Linked DNA regions of Pan troglodytes: region 2 is linked to region 1. The links are chromatin contacts, called in public HiChIP or PLAC-seq maps. All regions are on one chromosome and are shown on one strand. Each heading gives the region's core, a stretch centred on a gene start, on an enhancer-like site or on the middle of the called end of the contact. The rest is flanking DNA. Distances are from core to core; before and after follow the strand shown.

What was found. HiChIP or PLAC-seq counts read pairs in DNA pulled down with a chosen protein or histone mark.
Region 2: a contact with region 1 is called in an H3K4me3 HiChIP or PLAC-seq map of stem cell-derived excitatory neurons, with 3 times the contacts expected there. The contact joins the promoter of SNRPE here to the promoter of SOX13 in region 1. A contact is called at or near these places in 1 of 7 Hi-C or Micro-C datasets (blood), 1 of 1 datasets of contacts at active chromatin or transcription factors (stem cell-derived excitatory neurons) and 1 of 1 other capture datasets (stem cell-derived neural stem cells).

Annotation. Positions count from the first base shown.
Region 1 is chr1:45,017,836-45,022,372 of NHGRI_mPanTro3-v2.0_pri, forward strand. It overlaps SOX13 (SRY-box transcription factor 13), which reads right to left and starts at 1,667. Exons shown (of 14, transcript XM_016936606.4): 1 at 1,052-1,667.
Region 2 is chr1:45,228,566-45,233,276 of NHGRI_mPanTro3-v2.0_pri, forward strand. SNRPE (small nuclear ribonucleoprotein polypeptide E) reads right to left here and starts at 1,375. Exons shown (of 5, transcript XM_001158544.7): 1 at 1,229-1,375; 2 at 720-746. The coding sequence starts at 1,282.

The sequences.
Region 1 (4,537 bases), core at 417-2,916:
CGGGGTCCTCCCGGAAAGGTCCAGGGCTGAAGTTCAAAATTCACTTCCCGCCCAGGCCCGGCTCACCGCCCCGCCCGGTACTGTCCGGCAACCCCCACGTCTCTTGTCCTCTCCAGCTCCAGTTAAGTCCTGGAGCGCCTCCAGCCTGAAGACCCATGCGGGCAGCTGAGCGAATCCCGCGGGCGATCCCTGCGCGCCTGGGGACGGGAAGCAGCCAGAGCCGGCGCACACACACAACCTTGTGTGTGCGTGTGTGTTTACGTACGGAACGCGCGGGGTGGGAAAACAATGGCGAGCCGCTGGCAACTGAGCGACTACCCGCTCCGCATCTCCCTACCCCTAGGCGCGATCAGCGTTTGCAGCGGAATCGGGATGAAAAGGCTCACCTACGATATCCCAGGGCGGGAGGTGGGGGTAGCAAGAAGCAGCCTGCGGTGGGGGTGGGGATGGGACAGGAGCAGCCGGAGCAGAAAACAAACAGGATGCGGCGCCGGTCTGGTCCGCTGGGGAACGACCCTGAAACCGTGGCAAGGGGCGCGCGTCTGTCCCCCAGCACCCCACGCAACCATGGTGGAGGAGCTCTGCGCCTCGTCGCAGGCACCTGAGCCCCACGCAGGACGCGCGCAGGTCGCCTCGGCTTCCCGCTGAGAAATCCTTAAACTAGGCGCATAGTCGGGCTGATGAGAAAGACCTAGTCCTCTGCGGTCGGCGAGGAGCGGGTTGGGGGTGCACCCTAAGCTCGACCCGCGTGGTGAACGCGCGCGCGCGCGCACACACACACACACACAAACACACACACAGCCACGCACTGCCTTAGAGGCTGCCATCCCTCTCCACAAGGACCCAAGTCGGCCAGGGAGGAGCCGCCACTGCCCAGCGTTGTTGGGGGTAGGTGAGGGTCCGTCCCTCCTCGAAAAACTTTGCACAGGGTGGAAACTCGCAGGGAAGAGAGCCGGTGGGTGCCAGAAACGTAGGGGCGCAAGTGTCAAACTTCAGAGGGCTGGGGAAATGGGCGCGACGGCGCGATCATGGCGGGGAGGGGTGCACTTACTACTCAGCCAGGCGCCGGGCTCGGGGCTCGGGGCTCGCGGCTCCGCGCTCCTGCTCCTCCTCCGTGCGGTCCTCGCGGCTGGCAGCCTAGGCTTCCCGCTCACATGCCCCCGCGACGCGGCGGGCGGGCCGGGTTGGGGAGGCTGGGCTGGGAGGGGGCACGCCCCCCGCCGTCGGCCGGGGAGTCGCTGCGGACCCACGGCCACCCTGGGTCCGCGCCCCACGGGGGGCCGCCGTCCCGGGCGGCGAGCTCGGTTCCGGCCGGGCGGCGCCCTCTCCGCCGAGCCAGGCCGCTCTCTGCCCTCTGCCCTCTGCCCTGGGCTTGCGGCCGTCTCCCTGCCTTCCGCGGTCCTGCTCTGCGACTCGTCGGACGCGCAGCCGGCCCGCCCTCCCTGCTCTCCGGCTCTCCCGCTCTCCGGCTCCAAGCTCAGCGCCTCGGCTCGATTCCGAGTCAGGGCCTACCAGGCTGACCGCTGAGCTCTGGGCTCAGACCTGGGCTCGCCGGTTCTGGGCCCGGGTTCCAGGACCCGTGCTCACACAGTTCAGTTCCAAGCCGGGACTGGAGAAGGGCGCTCGCGGCTCGCTGCTGCGAGGCGACTGGACAGCCTAGAGGAGAAAGAGGGAGGGAGACCGAGAGCGCGCAGGGGGAGGAGGGAGGGAGGGAGGGTGGGGACTTGCAGAAGAAGGGAGGGACAGAGAGTTTCCTCCTCCTCCCTGCAGCCGGGTCCATCCAGGCATCAACAGCTGGAAACCTCTGTTGGAAAGGGGAAAGCTAAGGTTTACGGGCGGCGGGGAAGGGTGGGGGTGGAGTGAGGGGGTGTAGAGAAGAGAAGAAAGAAGGATTCTGCCCTCTCCCACTGCCCAGGTATGAGGGTCGCTACAGAGAATCTTCACTCCTTAAAGCAAGACCTAAGAAGTTATTGGTCCAGCTCCAAGCCTCCCAACCCCTCCAAACAGATAGCCTGGACTCGGGTTTTTTAAAAACCCCATTTCTCCGGACTTCCCTTAAGAACCTGATCTCTGCCGGGCGCGGTGGCTCACGCCTGTAATCCCAGCACTTTGGGAGGCCGACGGGGGCGGATCACGAGGTCAGGAGATGGAGACAATCCTGGCTAACACGGTGAAACCCCGTCTTTACTAAAAATACAAAAACTTAGCCGGGCGTGGTGGCGCGCCTGTAACCCCCTACTCGGGAGGCTGAGGCAGGAGAATCGCTTGAACCCGGGAGTGGGAGGTTGCAGTGGGCCGAGATCGCGCCATTGCACTCACTCCTGCCTGGGCGACAGGGCGAGACTCCGTCTCAAAAAAAACAAAACCTGATCTCACCTGTAGCTAGATGGATTCCTGATATCTCCAACCACTCCCTAATCCTGTCATTTGCAGCCTCTCAAATAAATCTTATTTTCTCCTGTCCCATTATATGGGAGGGTGGGGGAGAATGGAGAGTTGGTTTCCTTTCATTCAACGTATTTATCAAATGTCTACATATGACCAGGCGCGGTGGCTCACGCCTGTAATCCCAGCACTTTGGGAGGCCAAGGCAGCAGATCACCTGAGGTTGGGAGTTCGAGACCAGCCTGGCCAACATGGTGAAAACCCCTCTACTAAAAATACAAAAATTAGCCGGGTGTGGTGGTGCATGCCTGTAATTCCAACTACTCAAGAGGCTGAGGCAGAAGAATTGCTTGAACCCAGGAGGCAGAGGTTGCAGTGAGTGGAGATCGCACCACTGCACTCTAGCCTGGGTGACAGAGTAAGACTCTGTCTCAAAAAAAAAAAAAAAAAAAGTCTACATATGCCTGCCTTACCTTGTGCTGGGGACACGAAGACAAATGAGACGGTGTCCTGCCCTTTCTGGATTCTGATTTTGTAAAGGAATGGGTGAATATACCATTGCAGTGAAGTGGAGAGGGCTAAGATAGGGCAGGCAAATGGGCACAGGGCCACCAAAGACACTGGGATATGGGGACTGGAACTTCTTGGGGGAGGTGGCATCTGAAATGGGTCTTGGAAGGACCTGTGGGTGTAGGGCAGATTAAAGGAGTGACAATCATGGACCTACTAATAAGTCTATGCCCACAGTGTGGGTGGCCAGCATGTGTTCAAAGGTGATGGTCAGCAAGGCTCTGAAGGCCTTCTAAGGGCTCATCCTTGCCCACTGCTTTGCCTGGCTAACTCCTTTTATTCATCTTTTAGGTCTCAGCCTAGACATCAACTTTCCCTGAAGCCTTTCTTGATGGCCATATCTGGGCCAGGTGCCCCATCTGTGGGCTCTGGAAAAACCCCATTTGTAAATAATATGGTAACCATTCATTTGTCTGTCTCCCCCCGGACTGTAAGCTCAACAAGGGCAGGGATGTATCTCTCCAGTATGCCTAGCCAGAGATTGGGAAAGAGCAGGCCCTTCATAAATACTTATTGATCAATACTTGTTGATGGAAGGAAATGGGGAGCCACTGAAGGATTCTAAGCAAGGTCTCAGATGGCATCAATCTAGCTGGAGGTAGGAAGGAGGCCAGTGACCAGACAATGGCAGTGGCCGGGGTAAAAATGATGCAGGCCTGAGCTAAGCTGGGAGTAGGGGGAATGGAAAGGAGAAAACAGGTTGGTGTAAGAGAGTGGGAGAAGCCAACATTAAGGGCCTGATGTTTGGATAACTATGGATGAAGCCATCCTAGAAATCATGAAAGGGTTACCCAAATTGCCGGGCGCAGTGGCTCGCGCCTGTAATCCCAGCACTTTGGGAGTCTGAGGCAGGAGGATCACCTGAGGTCGGGAGTTTGGGACCAGCCTGACCAACATGGAGAAACCCCATCTCTACTAAAAATACAAAATTAGCCGGGCGTGGTGGCTCATGCCTGTAATCCCAGCTAATCGGGAGGCTGAGGCAGGAGAATTGCTTGAACCCCAGGAGGCGGAGGTTGTGGTGAGCTGAGATCATGCCACTGCACTCCAGCCTGGGCAACAAGAGGGAAACTCTGTCTAAAAAAAAAAAAAAAAAAAAAAGGGGGTACCCAAGTGCCACCAAGCCTTTCCTCCTCCCAGACAACATGCCTGTGTTTTCCACATATCTGGTTGTTTTTCTCTGGCCCCTGATCATCTTCAGGGGGGCAACTTGATTGTGGGTACCTCCCTGTAGCTGTCCTTAGCAACAGCAGATTGAGAGAGGAAGAGCAAAGATCAGCCCTTCCAGTCACTGCCACCAAATTAAGATATAAAGTGTCTCCCTACTGGGTCTTAGGCACAATACTGTTTTCCTATATGATATCTATTTGTACCTTATCCCAGTTCTGTGAGGTTGGTGTCATTATCCCCATTTTATCTTATTTTTTAATTTAATTTAATTCCATCTCTTTGCAAGTCCCTGAGTACCTGGAATCCCATTTTAGAGATAAGAAAAATGAAGCTCCAATTAGTGGAGACAGGAAGCTATCTGACTGAAGATTCTAGATTTTCTCTACTACTGCACCATTTCCCAGGAACAACT
Region 2 (4,711 bases), core at 125-2,624, 210 kb after region 1:
ATCTATTAAGAGTGAAAGTTTTTGACAGCATAGCACAAAGCAGTAATTTCTAATGACCAAGGGCTTATCTCCTGCAGCAAAATCCAGTTCCAAAACAAAGCTTTCTCATGTCACACACCTAACAACTAGGACAGGAGCCCTCAATTCAGGTGGTTAAAAATTATTATCACCTGAAATTAATGTTTTTCAGTTGTGTTATCACACTATAAAATTTAAGTTGCTAAAACTTCCCTCAAAGGAAAGCAGCTGCCACTAAACTCCTCTGAAGCTACCCCTTCTCTCTTCCTTTTTTCGTCTTTAAGTTTTCCCACAGGTATTAAACACACCACCTCTTGACATGGTTTAAGTTGGCTGGGTTTTTCTTCCAATGTTTCATCCTAAAGGGGAGAGGTTCCAATGTTCTAGCCATAATCACTACTAACAAAACTACTGATGCCCAAATACCATGGTCAAGTCTGCTAATAATACTTTTTGGAATTAAAAAGTATTTTTGATCTTGCAAAGTAATGGATACAATTCTTTGCATGTTGGGAAGTGGCATGGATACACACCACTTCATCACATTAGTGCTAAGTACTCCTTCCCCTCAATTACCCTCCAATCTCCAGTTACATCTATTTTTAAATTCTAGAACACAGCAATCGCTCAGGTTAACACAAAAAACTAAATCAGTTCACCTCTTATTTAAAAAGTAGTTACGAAACAAGCAACTTACGTACATTTTGTAAGTATCTGAAGATGAGGTTCTGCACCACAGTGGCTAAGGAAAAAATACAAAAGCAGCATAGACTCTGCTTCCTGAAACAACTGGACGACCCTATTCCCGTCTCACCTTTGTTTACTAAACGCGAGGTCTGGTGCTTACGCAAACAACAAGTGCCCAGCTGGGCATTCATTAGGGGTCTTCTAAAGACTAAAGAACATCCATTCCACTTTCATTCCCCTGGAGTTTCCCAAAACCGTTAACTCCCGTTTTCACTCCGCACCTAAAGTTCTCTTCCCTCCTTTTGCCGCGTCCATTCCTGCATTCCCCACGGCAGGGGTCCACCCAAGACCACCTCCCCACCATCACGGTTCAACTACCCGCGCTTTCTTCCAGTCTTGGTAGCCCCGGGGGCTCATGGGATGTGGATCCGTACTCCGCTATCCCAGGCCTGCTCTCAGCCTGCGCCTTCGCACCCCGTATTCTGACCCGAACCTCCTAGTCCTGACATCCCGCGTAGGATACGATGGGCTGCACCATAACCTTCTGCACTTTCTGGCCCTGGCCACGGTACGCCATGGTGGAATTTCACAAAGCGAACAACCGCACGCGGCCTCTGAGAGCAACTTCCGGAATAAAGAACCGGAAGCGGAAGTGTGAAGGTCACGCGGCGGCATGGGCGGCTCCTGGGAAATGCCCCTCTAGCCATGAAGTCACGTTTCTCCGCTGCATGGCCTCCGAGGGAGGCCAAACTGAGGCGGCTGCGCTGTGGAAGGTGGGCCGGTCCTACAGCGCCACTTGGAGGGAGGCGGGAGGAGGTGCCTTCGGTTGTATAGTGGCCGTGGTATGGGGAGTGCCGTCCTGTCTCCAATTTCTTTTCTTTTTTTTTTTTGAGGCGAAGTCTCGCTCTGTCGCCCAGGCTGGAGTGCAGTGGCGCGATTTCAGCTCACTGCAACCTCAGCCTCCAGGGTTCAAGCGATTCTCCTGCCTCAGCCTCCCGAGTAGCTGGGACTACAGGCGCTTGCCACCACGTCCGACTAATTTTTTGTGTTTTTAGTAGAGACGGGGTTTCACCATGTTGGCCAGGATGGTCTCGATCTCCTGACCTCATGATCCGCCCGCCTCGGCCTCCCAAAGTGCTGAGATTACAGGCGTGAGCCACCGCGCCCGGCCTGTATCTCCATTTTCTGAGTTAGCTTGAAAAGCCAAAATCGTCCCAGTGTGTATCTCTATGTGTAAAATGAGTTAATTTCGTGCCTTTCCTAAAGCCTATTTTGCTGGAGTTTAGGCTTGATAGCAGCGTTGTGGTGGAAAGGGTAGGGCGGCAAGGAGCCCAAACTTCAGGCCTCCCACCTCTGGCAGTCGGCCAGGGGCGGTCTGCATTCCAAAGCCAGATGCCTGGTTCCCTCCAGTTACGGATTCAACTCTCATCCATTTCGTGGAGAGTTACTGTTCAGGTGGCAACTGAGGGTGGCGATTTACCAGGAAGACGCTGAAATCCACATGCTGGGCGCAAATCCAGCTCTTTTAGAGTTGGGTGACCAAGGATAAATTACTCAGCCTCGCCATGTCTTGGCTTAGTTTCCAAAACGGAGATTATAGTAAAGATTAACTTTACTCAGGGGCTTGAAGATTCAATGAAATAATTGTCTATGTGTGCACACAGTTAGGCGTCAGCCAGTGTCAGAACATGTCCTTCCCTGGATAACACAGCTACTAAGTGGAGCAGCTGGAATTTGTTAGGTGTGCCTGACCCCAAAGTCCACCTACCTTTCCATTGTGTCATGGCTTGTGGCCTGGCAGAGATTTCATTTAATTGGCATACACATGTTATAGAGGAGGAAACTGAAGTTTAGACTTTTGAAAGGACTTGCCTAAGGGAACACGGATTAGGGCAAATGGCAGAATCAAAATTAGCTTTTCTGAGGGCTTCTGTTTAATGGGGATAATAGTAATAACGACTTCAGAAAGGGGTTGAGTTGAAAGTGATTTTTAAACTACACAAAGCGGCCAGGCTCACGCCTGTAATCCCAGCATTTTGGGAGGCCGAGGCAGGTGGATCAACTGAGGTCAGGAGTTCGAGACCAGCCTGGGCAACATGGTGAAACCTTGTCTCTACTAAAAATACAAAAATTAGCCATGCATGGTAGCACATGCCTGTAATCCCAGCTACTTGGGAGACTGAGACAGGAGAATCACTTGAACCCAGGAGGCAGAGGTTGCAGTGAGCCGAGATCATGCCACTGCACTCCAGCCTTGGTGACAGAGCGAGACTCCGTCTCAAAAAAATAAATAAGAATAAATAAATAAATAAACTACACAAAGCTGGCAAATGCATGGGATAACTATTTCCTTTAAAAAATTTCAGCCAGGGCTGGGCACAGTGGCTCATGCCTGTAAATCCCAGCACTTTGGGAGGCTGAGGCGGGCAGATCACAAGGTCAGGAGTTTGAGACCAGCCTGGCCAATATGGTGAAACCCCGTCTCTATTAAAAATACAAAAATTAGCTGGGCGTAGTGGTAGGCGCCTGTAGTCCCATCTACTCAGGAGGCTGAGGCAGGAGAATTGCTTGAATCTGGGAGGCAGAGGTTGCAGTGAGCCGAGATCGCGCCACTGCACTCCAGCCTGGGTGACAGAGCAAGACTCTGTCTCAAAAAAAAAAAAAAAAAAAAAAAAAAAAATTTCAGCCAGGTGCGCTAGCTCATGCCTGTAATCCCAGCATTTTGAGAAGCAGAAGCAGGAGGCTTGCTCGAGCCCAGGAGTTCAAGACCAGCCTGAGCAACACAATGAGACCTTGGCTCTACAAAAAAATTTAAAAATTAGCCGAGCCTGATGGTGCGTGCCTGTAGTCCCAGCTACTCTGGAAGCTGAAGCAGGAGAATCTCTTGAACCCAGGAGGCAGAGGTTGCAGTGAGCAGAGATCATGCCACTGCACTCCAGCCTGAGCAACAGAGCCAGGCCCTGTCAAAAAAAAAAAAAAAAAAAAAAAAGATTCCCTAGCTGGGTTTTGTGGCATGGCCTGTATTCCCAAGAACTAGGGGAGGCTGACGTAGTAGGACTGCTTGAGCCTAGGAGTTCAAGAGTGCAGTGAGCTGTAATGGCACCTATAAATAGCCACTACACTCCAGCCTGGGCAACACAGTGAGACCCAGTCTTTAAAAAAATCATCCCCCCACCCAAACCCAATAGAGTGTCATGTTGTCTGACTTTAAGACAGCGTGTTTATTTATTTTTCCCCACTGCCCTCCCCCACCTTCTTTTTAGACAGGATCTCCTGATATGGCACAGGCTGACATGCAGTGGTACAATCTCGGCTCACTGCAACCTCCCCACCAGGGCTCATGCGATCCTCCCACCTCAGCCTCTGGAATAGCTAGGACCACAGGTGTGCACCACCACACCTGGCTAACTTTTTGTATTTTTAGTAGAGACAGGGTTTTGCTATATTGACCAGGCTGGTCTTGAACTCCCGGCCTCAAGTGATTCTCCTGCCTTGGCCTCCCAAAGTGCTAGGATTACACGTGTTAGCTGAACCTGGCCAGGATTACTTTTTTAAATCCAAGTACATGATGTCTTTTTATTTGTTCAAACTTTCCTTTGAATCTTTCAAAAGTTTTTGGTTGTCTTCATATAGACCTTGTGATTTCTTAAGTTCAACCTTAGCTATTTCATCTCTCTTCTTCTTAAAAATTCTATCTTTTCCTCAATTGTATGCTCTAGCTGGTTTTTAGGGGAAAAAAAGAATGATAAATGCAACTACATAAAAATAAAATTATGCATGACTAAAAAGGGAAACAATAAACAAAGTCAAAACATCTAGGACAAATATGTTTGCATTACATCTGAAAAATGATTAATTTTACTAATATGTAGAGTTCCTGAAAAAGAATGCTATTCTGGTCTTTACTGATGTGTAAGAAATATTCCAAAACTTAGTAGCTTAAAACAACAACCGTTTTGTTATAATTCATGACTTCATGGGTCAGGAATTTGGGCAGGTTCTCAGC